Linked DNA regions of Sus scrofa: all the other regions are linked to region 3. Evidence: chromatin contacts called from public Hi-C data. All regions are on one chromosome and are shown on one strand. Each heading gives the region's core, a stretch centred on a gene start, on an enhancer-like site or on the middle of the called end of the contact. The rest is flanking DNA. Distances are from core to core; before and after follow the strand shown. Region 1 holds the start of SEC24C (protein transport protein Sec24C). Region 2 holds the start of PPP3CB (serine/threonine-protein phosphatase 2B catalytic subunit beta isoform). Region 3 holds the start of ECD (protein ecdysoneless homolog).

Region 1 (4,132 bases), core at 1,410-3,909, 480 kb before region 3:
GTTTGGATCTGGCATTGCTGTGACTATGGTGTAGGCCAGTGGCTAGAGCTCTGACTGGACCCCTAGCCTGGGAACCTCCATATGCCGCGGGAGCGGCCCAAGAAATAGCAACAACAACAACAACAACAACAAAAAGACCAAAAAACAAAAAAAAAAAAAAAAAAAAAAAAAAAAAAACAAAGAAAGGAAGACTGTCCACAGGGCTCTCAGTGTCCAAGAACCAGATTCATGTTCCTCAATGCCCAATCACCACAACCCTCTAGGCAGCTTAGGTAGGATAATACAACCCAACCTGAAGACCACTAATTCCGCTCCTTAGCTCAAGGGAAGCTTGGAAAAATACCTGGGGGAGGGGCTTGCTGATAGCCTGGTACTGGACCATTGTAGGCTCCATAGGGAGTGGGGGCAGCTGGGGATCCTTGTTGTCCACCATAGCTGGATTGATGATACCCTGGGTAGACAGGCTGGGGCTGCCCGAATGGCGGCACAGGTGGAGCTGACTGGTTAACGTTCATTATGAGAGCATCCCCAACTTGGTCTCACCTATTAGATGAAAGAGAAGAGAGAAATTAGTCAAAATCAACTTTCTTGCTTTTTTTTTAAGGCTGCACCCATGGCATATGGAAGTTCCCAGGCTAGGGGTCAAATCAGAGCTGCAGCTGCACAGCCACAGCAACACAGGATCTGAGCTGTGTCTGCAACCTACACCACAGCTTACAGCAATGCCGGATCTCTAACCCACTGAGCAAGACCAGGGATTGAGCCCACGTCCTCGTGGATATAGTTGAATTCATTTCTGCTGCACCACAATGGGAACTCCCCAGAATCAACTTTCTAAAGAGAGAGCACTATTCACAGTAGGAATCAGAGACAGAAAAGGATGGAGCTTATCAAGCAGTGATCGGCCTAATCATTTCCACACTACCAAAGGATCTTTGTAATTTTCTGCCTCAGACAGTAGGTAAGATTGCCTCCTCAAAGTAAGGATTTTGTTACTCTCAACCCCATGCTTTGTCATTGCCAAGAGGGTATAAATTTCAACTTCAGATAGGCCCACTAGAATGGAGCAGCAGCCTCCATTCCTCGTGGTACGATTTCTAGTGTCTAGTCATACCACTGATGAACTGCTGTGATATTACAGGTAACTGAAACAATGTTCCCACTTTCCATTCATTAACTCTAGCATCCATTCATTCCACAAAAATGAATACCTTCTAGTGTGCTAGTCATTTTTAATCACTCAGACTTCATAGCTAAAACAGATCGGCAAAATTCCCTCCCCCTCAGAAGGCAAATTTTAGAGTAACCGGCTAGAGAAAAGACATTTTTTGGTTAAACTGCAGTAAATCAAGTGCTTCTCCATCCCCAGTATTCCCACCAAGAGTGTATGGACCTTAGAACTGAAGCATTAAAAATCAATAAATGTAAAGAACAGTTGAAAACTCTAGCAAGTTACCAGATTAGAATTAAGTGCAGGCCTGGCACAAAACATCTCACAACAACCCAGGGAAACAGTTCAAAGATCAGTGGCAAAGTTACATTTCACGGAAAAAGATCATTCACCTTATCCTTCTAGCAGAGGGACTATGAGTATTTCAAATCTCAATGCACTTCTCCAACTCTCCAGTTTGTGCTCTCCTTATATGTCATGAATCTAGGCCACCACCGAAATTATCACAATCTTTTCCAGCAAAAGAGGAATGAACTGGAGAGCCTTTCCAGGGTCCTTTCAAGAAGAAGACTCTCTGATCATATCTACTACTCTACATAGCCTGATCATTCCAAATATCCTATAGACAGAAGGGGCCCAGGAAGCAAAAAAGTTCAGTTTCTGCAATGGAACAATGGGCCTCTCCCCTTTGCTAGGAAGGGCCATTTTGACCACAGAAAAACTGAGCTGCTTCTGGACTAGAACTCTTTAAATTCAACGCCATCTCGGGAGCTGTTCTTCCAAATACTAAACCTAGCACAGAGCACCACATGAAGCTTGACAGACGTCCTCTTCACCTTTATCCTCCTAAAGTCAGTGTGGGAGTGGGGATGGCAGAAAAGGAGCTTCTTTTCGAGGAAATAACCCTTTCAAATACACCCAAGAGTTTGAAGTAAGGCTCAAGTCTCTGAGTGGACAGTCAAGGGTGACAACCCAGGGGGCGGGGCAAGCTTCCTAGAACTCTTAAAGTAGTCGAACTGTGGAGGCTGGGAGCGTCGGGGCTCAAACCCGAGAAGCCAAGCCAGCTTCTCAGGCCACGATGAGAGAGAGGGCTGGTCCACTAAGCAGTAGATCAAGGGTCTCTCGCCCTTCAGCAGGCTCAGGGCAGGAAGCGGGAGCCGGAATCTGGGCCAAGAGGGGAGAAGGGAGGGTCTAGGACTGATCCTGGACTGTGGATGCCTGAGGTGAGGGTCTCTCCCTGGGCCCCGCCCCGGGCTCCTCCCATTCTTCTGAGACCGGACCCCAATCTGGCCAGTGATACCCCGGCCTCTCTTCTGCTTTCTACCCACCAACCTCCCGAAGCCACTCCTCACCCGGCTCCAGATCCAGGTTCGACTTCGTTCCTAACGTCAAGGCTCCCAGGCTCCACTTCCGGTTCCGAGGAAGCCGGCCCTTCGCCCCCGGAAGTTCCACCCCCACGTTCCAGGGCCACTCCTTCTGCCACGTCTGCGGTAGGAGCGCGCTGAGGAACCCGGATGCCGCGCACGCGCCATTTTCCCCTCCCATTATGGCCGTCACCTGGGACGCTTCGCTGGTTCCTATGCATTTTCGCTCCACCCCAACCCCCACCGCCACCCACCCCAGAGTCCTGGTAACTTAAGGTCCCATCAGCTGAGATGCGATTGAGAAAGCTAGGTCAACTATCTTTAGTAACGCTCCTCCAGTTCCGCTATGACAGAGACCGCTAGATTTAGAGTCCTGTAGCGACTTCCTGCTGACCCCTGGCCCCATTGATTTCCGTCTTCGATGTTCTCACCCATGACCTTTGCTGGTCCTGAGTTTTGCGGAACGGAATGTATAATATAAAAGGACACTAATTCTTCTTTTGGGCTTCATGTGTTGAAGTTGTGGCTCTTCAGTTCTCTAACTTGGGTGACTTAATCTCAGCCTCGGTTTCTTTAATCTGTAAAATGGAGAAAATATGAATGCCCTTCTAATAGCTTGTGGAGAGGACGGAATTAGGTCACATAGAGTGCCTGACAACATAGTAAGTGCTTCTTACTTTTTTTTTTTTTCTTTTTTTTGGTCGGGCCAGTGGCATGTGGAAGTTGGCAGAACAGGGTTTGAACCTCTTACCACAGCAGTGAAAAGGCTGGATCCTTAACCTGCTGAGCCACCAGGGAACTCCTAGTTAACCATTTTTATTTAGTGCCTTGGTTTAGATGCAGAGCTCTGCTAAAGCCTGATGATCTCTACTCTCAGAACACCCCCAGCCTATTGGGTAATTATTATTACCCATTTAGTGAGTAACAATAATTGTAGCTGGTATTTGTGGTAATTTAAAAAATATACATAACCTCATTTAATCCTTTCAATAATTTTTTTCATTTTTAATAATAGTAATTATTTTAGTACAAATATTGATGTTTATTTTTAGATAATAAAAATTCAGGAGCATTTTTCTACTTCATAGCATCCATTAAATCAATTTTATGACTTTTTGCATTATAATATATTCATTTATCATTTTTTGTATTTTTTTATTTTTTCTCTTTTGTCTTTTTAGGGCCTCACCCTTGTCATATGGAGGTTCCCAGGCTAGGGGTCCAATCGGAGCTGCAGCTGCCAGCCTATGCCAGAGCCATAGCAACACCACATCTGAGCCACGTCTGTGACCTACATCAGAGTTCACAGCAACACCAGATCCTTAACCCACTGAGCGAGGCCAGGGATTGAACCTGCAACCTCATGGTTCCTAGTCGGATTTGTTTCCGCTGCACCACAACAGGAACTCACTGTATTTCTTTTTTTAACAGTATTTAATTTACTGTGAGTTTCAGGTGTATAGCAAAGTGATTCAGTTACACACACACACACACGCACACATATATATTCTTTTTCAGATTATTTTTCATTATGGATTATTACAGGATATTGAGTATGGTTCCCAGTGCTATACAGTAGGTCCTTGTTTACCTATCT
Region 2 (3,655 bases), core at 501-3,000, 310 kb before region 3:
CACAAAGATATCTATCTGTGATTGACAGTGAGGAGCCAAAAAGGAGCTGAAGGATATTTGAAGGGTGTATATTCAAGGTAGGAGTCAATGGGACCTAATATAGACTGACTTTCCCTATTACTAATTATTATTTTTTGCTTTTTAGGGCCACACCCGCAGCATACGGAGGTTCCCAGGCTAGGGGTCGAATTGGAGCTATAGCTGCTGGCCTATACCACAGCCACAGCAATGCAGGATTTGAGATGCATTTGTGACCTACACCACAGCTCACGACAACACCGGATCCTTAACCCTCTGAGTGAGGGTGGGGATCAAGCCTGCAACCTCATGGTTCCTAGTCGGATTTATTTCCGCTGTGCCGCAATGGGAACTCCTTGTTATTACTGCTATCAGTGTATTTTCTATCCCTTTTCTGCCAAGAGGCACTCAACACATTACACACTTTTTCCTCCCCTCCTTGGGTAGATTTTCTGGGGATTCAAACTCCTCTTACAAACTTACTCCTTATCTTTATACTCTTGGGCCCTTCTTCTACAAGTTTGTGATGTGCCTCTTATCCCTTCCTTGATCTCTTCCCATGGCTACCCCTTCCCTTCCCCTATAGGATTATTGCACTTTCATACCAGAAAGATCCATTTTCACCCTGCCTCACTCCCAAATTTATCTACCTCTTAGAAATATCTTGTGGGCTCCCTTTGCAAAGAATACTCACTGGGCATTTCTCTTCTCTTTTACCTCAGGTCTCAGAATCATTGAGACCTAATAAAACGAAGAGGTAGAAAGGTGCTCTTTGACATCTCTGGACAACTGTTTACCTAATTATTAAACATTATGAACATAAGCCCATGCAGTCTTGAGCAGGAGGATGGGCAGGAATTTCTCACGCTAAAGCTTGGATCCTATGTCATCAAGATTATATAGATCTTACTGGACATGCTGGTCTCTGTTCATGATTCAGTACCTCTACTGGAGTCATACGCACACTCTTCATCTAATAATTGTTGCTTGAAGAGTTGGTTCCTGTCCCACTACTCCCTTCTCCATGAATATCTGTCTCTATAAAATTTCCGAAAGTCCTGAGCCCACATTTCTGTATGTATGCACAGAAATACTCTGAGGTTTTTCTAATGAGGAACTAATTTCCTATTTACGCCTCTGTCTTAAAAATCTCTATTTTCTAAATGAATCAAGAGGGAAGCTGTCCTTTTCCGGTGAATTCTGTAGACCCTTTGAACATCTCCTGGTGTCATCCCTTCCTTTCCTCCTGTTTTGACTCAACCCTCGGAGCCTCGTCTGCTGTGGCTGCATTTTTATTCCATGCCTTCCCACTCTTGGCAGTTCCAGCCTATAAACACAGGGTCAGATTCTCTCTCAAACTCCATTTTGAACGCTTGCTTTGCTGTAGAACCTACAAAGCTTCCTCTATTTCTCCTGTCTCTTACCAACCAAAGTACGCAGATCTGGTGGCCAAATTGTTATACGTTTGTTTCTCTATTACTAAGAGATTCTAAGGTTTGATTACGTCTCCCCATATTATTGGAAGCTCCATGAAAGCTGGTGATCCCAAGCACTCATTCACCCCAGCAACTAGCTATAGACAGCAGGTCCTCTCCCTTCTCTTTTATTTCTGCCTGCCCAGAATTTTAACCTGATCCCTTAGCCTCGTCCTGTTTCTCTCCTAGCCTCAGTAATTTTGCCCAAGTCCCTAGAGCCTGCTCCGCCCCCGCCCCCGCACGCGCGGTGCATGCCGGTCTTAGCCCCTCTGTAGGGAAAGAGGGTCCGCCATGTTCCCCGGCGGCGCCGCCGCTTGGCTCTGGTAGCCGCCGCCCCCGCCCCCAACCCCGCCCGGCCCAGCGCCTAGCCGAGCCCCGGGCCCAGCATGGCCGCCCCGGAGCCGGCCCGGGCTGCACCGCCCCCACCCCCGCCCCCGCCGCCCCCTCCCGGGGCTGACCGCGTCGTCAAAGGTGAGAGGTGGACGAAGCCCTGGGGGCCTGGCCTGAGGAGCTGTTGAGGGCGGGCGGGAGACCGTCCCCTCCGGAGCGGGCCCGGAAGGGCGGGCGAGTGACTGGCTGCCTCCCTTGGGGAGTGGCCCCTGGGCGGGCCCCTGCTGGGCTGGGCTGTGGCTCCGAGGTCTCTCGCTTGCCTTGAGGCCGAGGCGGGGGTTTCGCTCTCGAGGTCTCTTAGCTGAAGGGGTGAGGCTACTAGTCGCAGTGAACCCCTTTCTTTTCCAACTCGGCCTGTCAAAGCGGCCCAGAGGCCGCGATTAGCTTCCTGCACCGCGACAGCTGCACGCCTGGCTTGCCGGGCCGGACCGAGGGGTTCGGAGACCTTCAGCCACGCGGGGCTGGGCGATGAGCAGTCAGAAATCACCTCGGCTTTGGCCCACGCCTGCTCCCCAGTGACAGCAGTCCGCCCTCTTCGCGCCTAGTTAGCGCCAGCCGCAGGCTTCGCGCTCGGCCCTCTGGTGTCACCCCGCGCGGAAATTAAGGGAACTATATGGGATTGGACAGGGTGAAGGGACGGGCCAGAATGTGGGGGCCCCAGGCTTGACGTGCAGGATAGATGGGAAAAAAAGGCAGCTTCAAAGAAAAAGCCTCGTGCATAGGAAGAAACATTTGCTTAGAAAACCGTCAACATTCTTTGGTCAAAAACCAAAAAGGGTTACCCCTTCCCTGCAGACAGACACCCACACACTCCCCTTAGAAGAAAAAGTTAGATATTTATCGGCTGGGGCAAGATTTATGGATGTTTAAAGACCACAGGTCAGCAGATTCATTTAAAAGAGAAATTGAGGGCTAATTGAGAGTCGCTTGAGATCTCCATACTCTCTGGGAAAGCCCATCAACTTCAAATACTGCTGTGGAGATGAAAAACAATTTGAAATGATTTTTCTTACCATGTAGCTTGGTCAATAAATTAAAATCATTTTAGAATAAAGTTTTCTCTATTGTATCACGTTTACTTTTGAAACAGATACTTCTATTTGTTTTATTTCATTAAGCTTCTCAAATATTCTGGCACAATGTTTAAACACTGTTAGCCCAGTTTTGGAAATCTGACCAGACATATTTCCATTAAAATATTTAAAAACAAGAAAAACTTTTTCCTTGGTGTTTTTTTTAATTTTTTTTTTCTCTCCAATTTGAGCTTCCTTTAGTAATAACACTGGTTTGTATCTAGTCTTATGTGGATAAAATGAAAAACTTAGTAGTAGTATGTCTTTTCTGGCCAGGCATTGGAATGAGCTCAATAAAGAGTTTATGGAATCCTTGTCCTGAGAAATCTTTTTAAAAAAGAGAAAAAAGGAGTTCCCTTTTGGCCTAGCGGGTTAAGGATCCAGCGTTGTCACTTTCGTGGCTTGGGCTCAGTGCCTGGTCAGGAACTTTTACATTTGGTGGGTGCAGCCTGCCCCGCAACCAAAAAAAAAAAAAGACGAAAGATTGGTGGTTCAGGTGCTCATCCTGTCCTGAAATCCTGACTTTTTAGGGGGTGGGACTAGGAGACATGGGCTCCTTCTTCATTTTTGACTGTATACCTGTGCTGTATTAATTTCCCTGGACGCTTTTGACCCTACTCTTAGGTAGGACAACCAGTCACATTCCTGAACAGTGAGTTTATGCTATTGTTATGCTTGTGAATCTTCTTGTTTCTTGTC
Region 3 (4,008 bases), core at 1,040-3,539:
ATTAGATAATACCAAAGAAATATATACGAGAAAATGACTAATTTCTAGAAATGTATAATGAAGTATATAGGGTAAATGACAGTGTCTGGAGTTTTCCTTCCGTATTTCACAGATGACAGAGAGGCTGGAAAAAAGATAAAGATGAAAGAAGAAGGAAATATATTAAAATTCTAACAACTGTTGAATGTAGGTGACGGTTATGTCATTGTATTATTCATTATACATTTATGCTTAAGATTTATTATTTTAAAAATCTTAAGATATATGCTGAAAATGACTTTTATTCCAAACTGTTTTCAACATCTGTAATTTGGAGCCATCAGGGAGAAAACTAAAGTTACTTCTTCAAAGCAAATTATCAATTATAACACCTAAAATTAAAATTACTTAAAAAATAAAATTACTTTTAATATACTCTCATTTAGATGCATATAATCTTCATCATCTCCACTATTCACATTATTTTGACACTTCTAGAGAATCATCTTTTGGGAGAGTTATCTTTAGTGAGTATCAAATCAATAATAGAGAACAAATAACACAATGATAGTGGGTCAATAATTCTGGCCCAGTAAGTGCCTATCAGTAATTTTTTCGATGAAAGATATTTTTTTTCACTTTCAGAATGGCCAGAATTAATTATAAAAGCAGATTTTTAGCTAACCCACATTTGCTTTATTGGGAAATGACTTTCTTCTTCCTAGTTCCTAAAAATCTTTATTATCTGAATTGCTTCTGTGTCCTGTCCTATTACTTAGATAATAAGCCTCTGAAAGGCAAGGAAAGATCACAGACTGATTTTCTTTGTATGACTACTGCACCAAATAAAGGTGGGAAGGAACAAGGAAATGACCATTTATTGAGGCCCTATTAAATGTCAAGCCCTATGCCATCATTTTAGACATGCTTTTAGATAAAGTCTTATTCCTATGTTATAGAAATGAAGGCTCAAAAAATTAGTAATTTGCCTAAAATTCAGAAGGCTAGAAAAGAGTCTAACCAGAAACCCAGGTGTGACTGAAAATACCATAGCTGTTATTACCATATATAATTAATATTTAATTAATAAATGTATGGTTGCTAAAATTACATACCTTAGTGGAGAAAAACAACAACTGGGATTTGGGGTTAAAAAGCCCAAGCTCAAAAACCTATTGGTTATATAATCTTAAGATGTGTACCTTTCTGATACTTCCTCTGCTGAAAATTGAAGATGGTCATATCCATCTTAAAGATTAAGATGTGAAAGTTTCTGAAAGTGTAAAGCATTAATAAATGTATGACATTATCATTACTTCCTAAATTACAACACTTCACTAAGTTGTTCAAGCTGGAAATATCTGTTCTCTAAAGTCTCAAAAGCAAACCTGATCCTGAGGATTCTGACTCTTCAACGCAGAGGTGGGGAGACAGTATGTAATGGTTATGACCACAAACTTCAGAATCAGACTGATAACGGGTCTATACTTCAGCTCCATCACCACCTAGCTGTGTGATCTTTGGCACGATACAACCTTCAGATCTGGGATCTTTATCTTGTAGGAAGTACAAAATAAGAGTTCCTATCTGGTATCCTTATTGATAGGATTAAGTAAGCTAATGCATGTAAGCGCTTCGCAGGGTGTTTGGCTTTAGACGTATTCAACTTTATTGTAGGACTCAGTTATTAATAACTTCACGAGTTGTTAGTGGCCATGGAAAGTGGGGCATGGAACACAACGGAAACTACAAATGCCTTAGGAAACCCAGTTCCTGAGCCCCGGGAGTGCAGCCCAAGAGGGTCAAGTCCTGGGATTGCACTGGTAACACGCTCTTAGCTGGAGATGGAGGTCTGGAGGGGCAACGTCCGGCAAGGCTAGGAGGAGAAAATTTCAAAGAATTTTTTCTTTCCCTCGCCCTGGGAAAGAAAAAGGAGCAAGGGACTGGTCAAGGAGGGTCCCCAGAGCGCCTGCGGCCCGCCACGGCTTCCCCCGGCCCCAGCTGGGTGGCTGAGCAGTCCACTCACAGCTCCAAGTTCTGAGGCACCGCCTTCCGTGTGTATCTGGAGATCATCCTCCTCTTCCTCCTCAGCCGCGGCCGGGGCGGCCAAGCCAGGGTGGGGGCCTCCGGGCCTGGCCCTCCCGCCAGCTCCGGCTCGGCCCCCTCCCGCCACCTTCCGGCCCCGTCACGCCCCGTCTCCTAGACTCCGGACCGCCACCACCCCAGGATCCCCACCTCTCCAGTCCTCTCCCCTCCCTGTTTCCCCGTGGGGGCGGAAGTGACGAACGCACAGGTGCAGCCGCCTAATACTCCCGCCGACACCTAGCAAAGGCGACGCTGGGAGTTCCGGAGCTGAGCCGGTTTCTGACTTAAGTTTCCGCTGGCTTCAGGTCCTAGACAAGCGTGTGGATCCAGTCAGAGCCGGGCTTTGGCTGCTGCTGGCAGCCCACGAGGTAGGAGAGAAGGCTGAGGAAAGGTGCCGCAGCAGGGACGTGAGGAAGAGGCCCAGGCTTTAGAACTGGAAGCGAAATTGGCTTCATTTTGTTGGATGAAGAAGGGACCCTTGTTTTGAGTAAAGAGCGCTAGAACCTAGTCCGGCCTCAGCTGCTTGGTTGCTTCTCCTGCCGTGCTCCCGGTTTCCTCATATGTACAGTGTGGAGTCAGTCTGAGTGATCTCAAAGTCCCTTCTAGCCTGACACTAAATTCTTCATAATAAGGTGTGCTTGGCATTCTGGGGTGGGTGAGTATTTATTATCTGTCAATCTGGACTGTAGTGAGTGTCTGGATAGAAGATGCAAGTTCCTCTCGACTTAGTTTTATTAGTTCCTTGGAAAACCAAATAAGCCTGAAAATCGAATCACAGCCTTAAAGTGGACCATCCAGTGCAATATCTTTCTTTAACAAGCCTCACCTGGCAGCAATAGTAAGCTAGTACTTTTGTCTGTAAGGGAAATCCTTAGAAAACAGTTATTTATACCCTCTGAGACCTGAAAAGGGGCGGAGGGCGGTGGTTTGGGACGGGTTGTTGTAGGATCAAGAGCCATGGGCAGATTATTTTGGGGTGAAATGATAGGATATAAATGTTTTGTAGTTTTGAATTCACCCATGATGTACAAGGGGAAAGATTTAAATTCTGCAGAGTAAGGGAGATTACTCTTAAGAGTGTTTAAACAATAAAAATTCAGGGAAGAAGTTCCCTGGTGGCTCAGGAGGTTAAATACAGCTGTGTCATGGGTTCAGTCACTGGCCTGAGAACTTATGCATGCTACAGGCATGGCAGGAAAGAAAGGAAGAACGAACGAACGAAAAGAAAGAAAGAAAGAAAGTAAAGAGAGAGAAAGAGAGGGAGAAGAGGATGAAGGGAGGAAAGTAGAGACGGATTTTAGAAATGATAAAATAACATTCTCATTCTACAATTAGGGGGAAGCCCCAGAAAGAGAAAATGAAATGCCCAGAATGACACAACTAGGACCAGTGGCAGAACTGGAATTTTTGTCAATATTTCAAGAGATGTTATTGCATTGTTTCTGACCGTGTGTTACATGCACCACTATTAGTGCAAAGGCAAACATTTTTTATTTCATTTTTACACGCTTATTAACTTGGGAATGCAGTACTAGATTTCCATTTACTGTATTGTATCAAAAGTTGCTTTCATATAATTGTAAGTATAAAAATGTCATTGAAAGAATTTTAATTAAATGCTATAATTGGTATGTGGTCAAGGCAAAAATCATGATGATTGTATGTGGATAACTGAATTTTGGAAAACAACATTAATGGAATTGCCTAGAATAGTTCAAGGAATGGGATATTACTTCTGCATTATTTTGTATGGTTTATATTATTGCCACTTTAAATGTAGCTTTCAAAGAAGAATGGAGGAAAATATGAAGCTTGCTACAGTGGAAGATACTGTAGAGTACCGCCTGTTCCTGATATCGGATGAACTAAGGGACCCAGAAAAACACAGAGAGATTCTTCAAAATTATATTGAGAAGATAATGACCCAGTTTGCACCTATGCTGG

The links. Hi-C and Micro-C count contacts between places; a contact is called where the count stands out from the background.
Region 1: a Hi-C map of liver shows a contact between it and region 3, with 15 times the contacts expected there. The contact joins the promoter of SEC24C here to the promoter of ECD in region 3. A contact is called at or near these places in 2 of 5 promoter capture datasets (fetal liver and liver), 2 of 47 Hi-C or Micro-C datasets (liver and skeletal muscle) and 1 of 2 datasets of contacts at active chromatin or transcription factors (alveolar macrophages).
Region 2: a contact with region 3 is called in a Hi-C map of liver, with 10 times the contacts expected there. The contact joins the promoter of PPP3CB here to the promoter of ECD in region 3. A contact is called at or near these places in 3 of 47 Hi-C or Micro-C datasets (heart right ventricle, liver and skeletal muscle) and 1 of 2 datasets of contacts at active chromatin or transcription factors (alveolar macrophages).

What each region holds. Positions count from the first base shown.
Region 1 is chr14:76,472,233-76,476,364 of Sscrofa11.1, reverse strand. It overlaps SEC24C (protein transport protein Sec24C), which reads right to left and starts at 2,659. Exons shown (of 24, transcript XM_013983347.2): 1 at 2,524-2,659; 2 at 344-543. The coding sequence starts at 515.
Region 2 is chr14:76,303,440-76,307,094 of Sscrofa11.1, reverse strand. It overlaps PPP3CB (serine/threonine-protein phosphatase 2B catalytic subunit beta isoform), which reads left to right and starts at 1,750. Exons shown (of 23, transcript XM_021072583.1): 1 at 1,750-1,964. The coding sequence starts at 1,880. LOC110256628 (a long non-coding RNA gene) reads right to left here. Exons shown (of 2, transcript XR_002338398.1): 1 at 1,952-3,655.
Region 3 is chr14:75,990,903-75,994,910 of Sscrofa11.1, reverse strand. ECD (protein ecdysoneless homolog) reads left to right here and starts at 2,289. Exons shown (of 13, transcript XM_005671096.3): 1 at 2,289-2,432; 2 at 3,845-4,008. The coding sequence starts at 3,858. FAM149B1 (protein FAM149B1) reads right to left here and starts at 2,254. Exons shown (of 13, transcript XM_013983338.2): 1 at 2,006-2,254. The coding sequence starts at 2,052.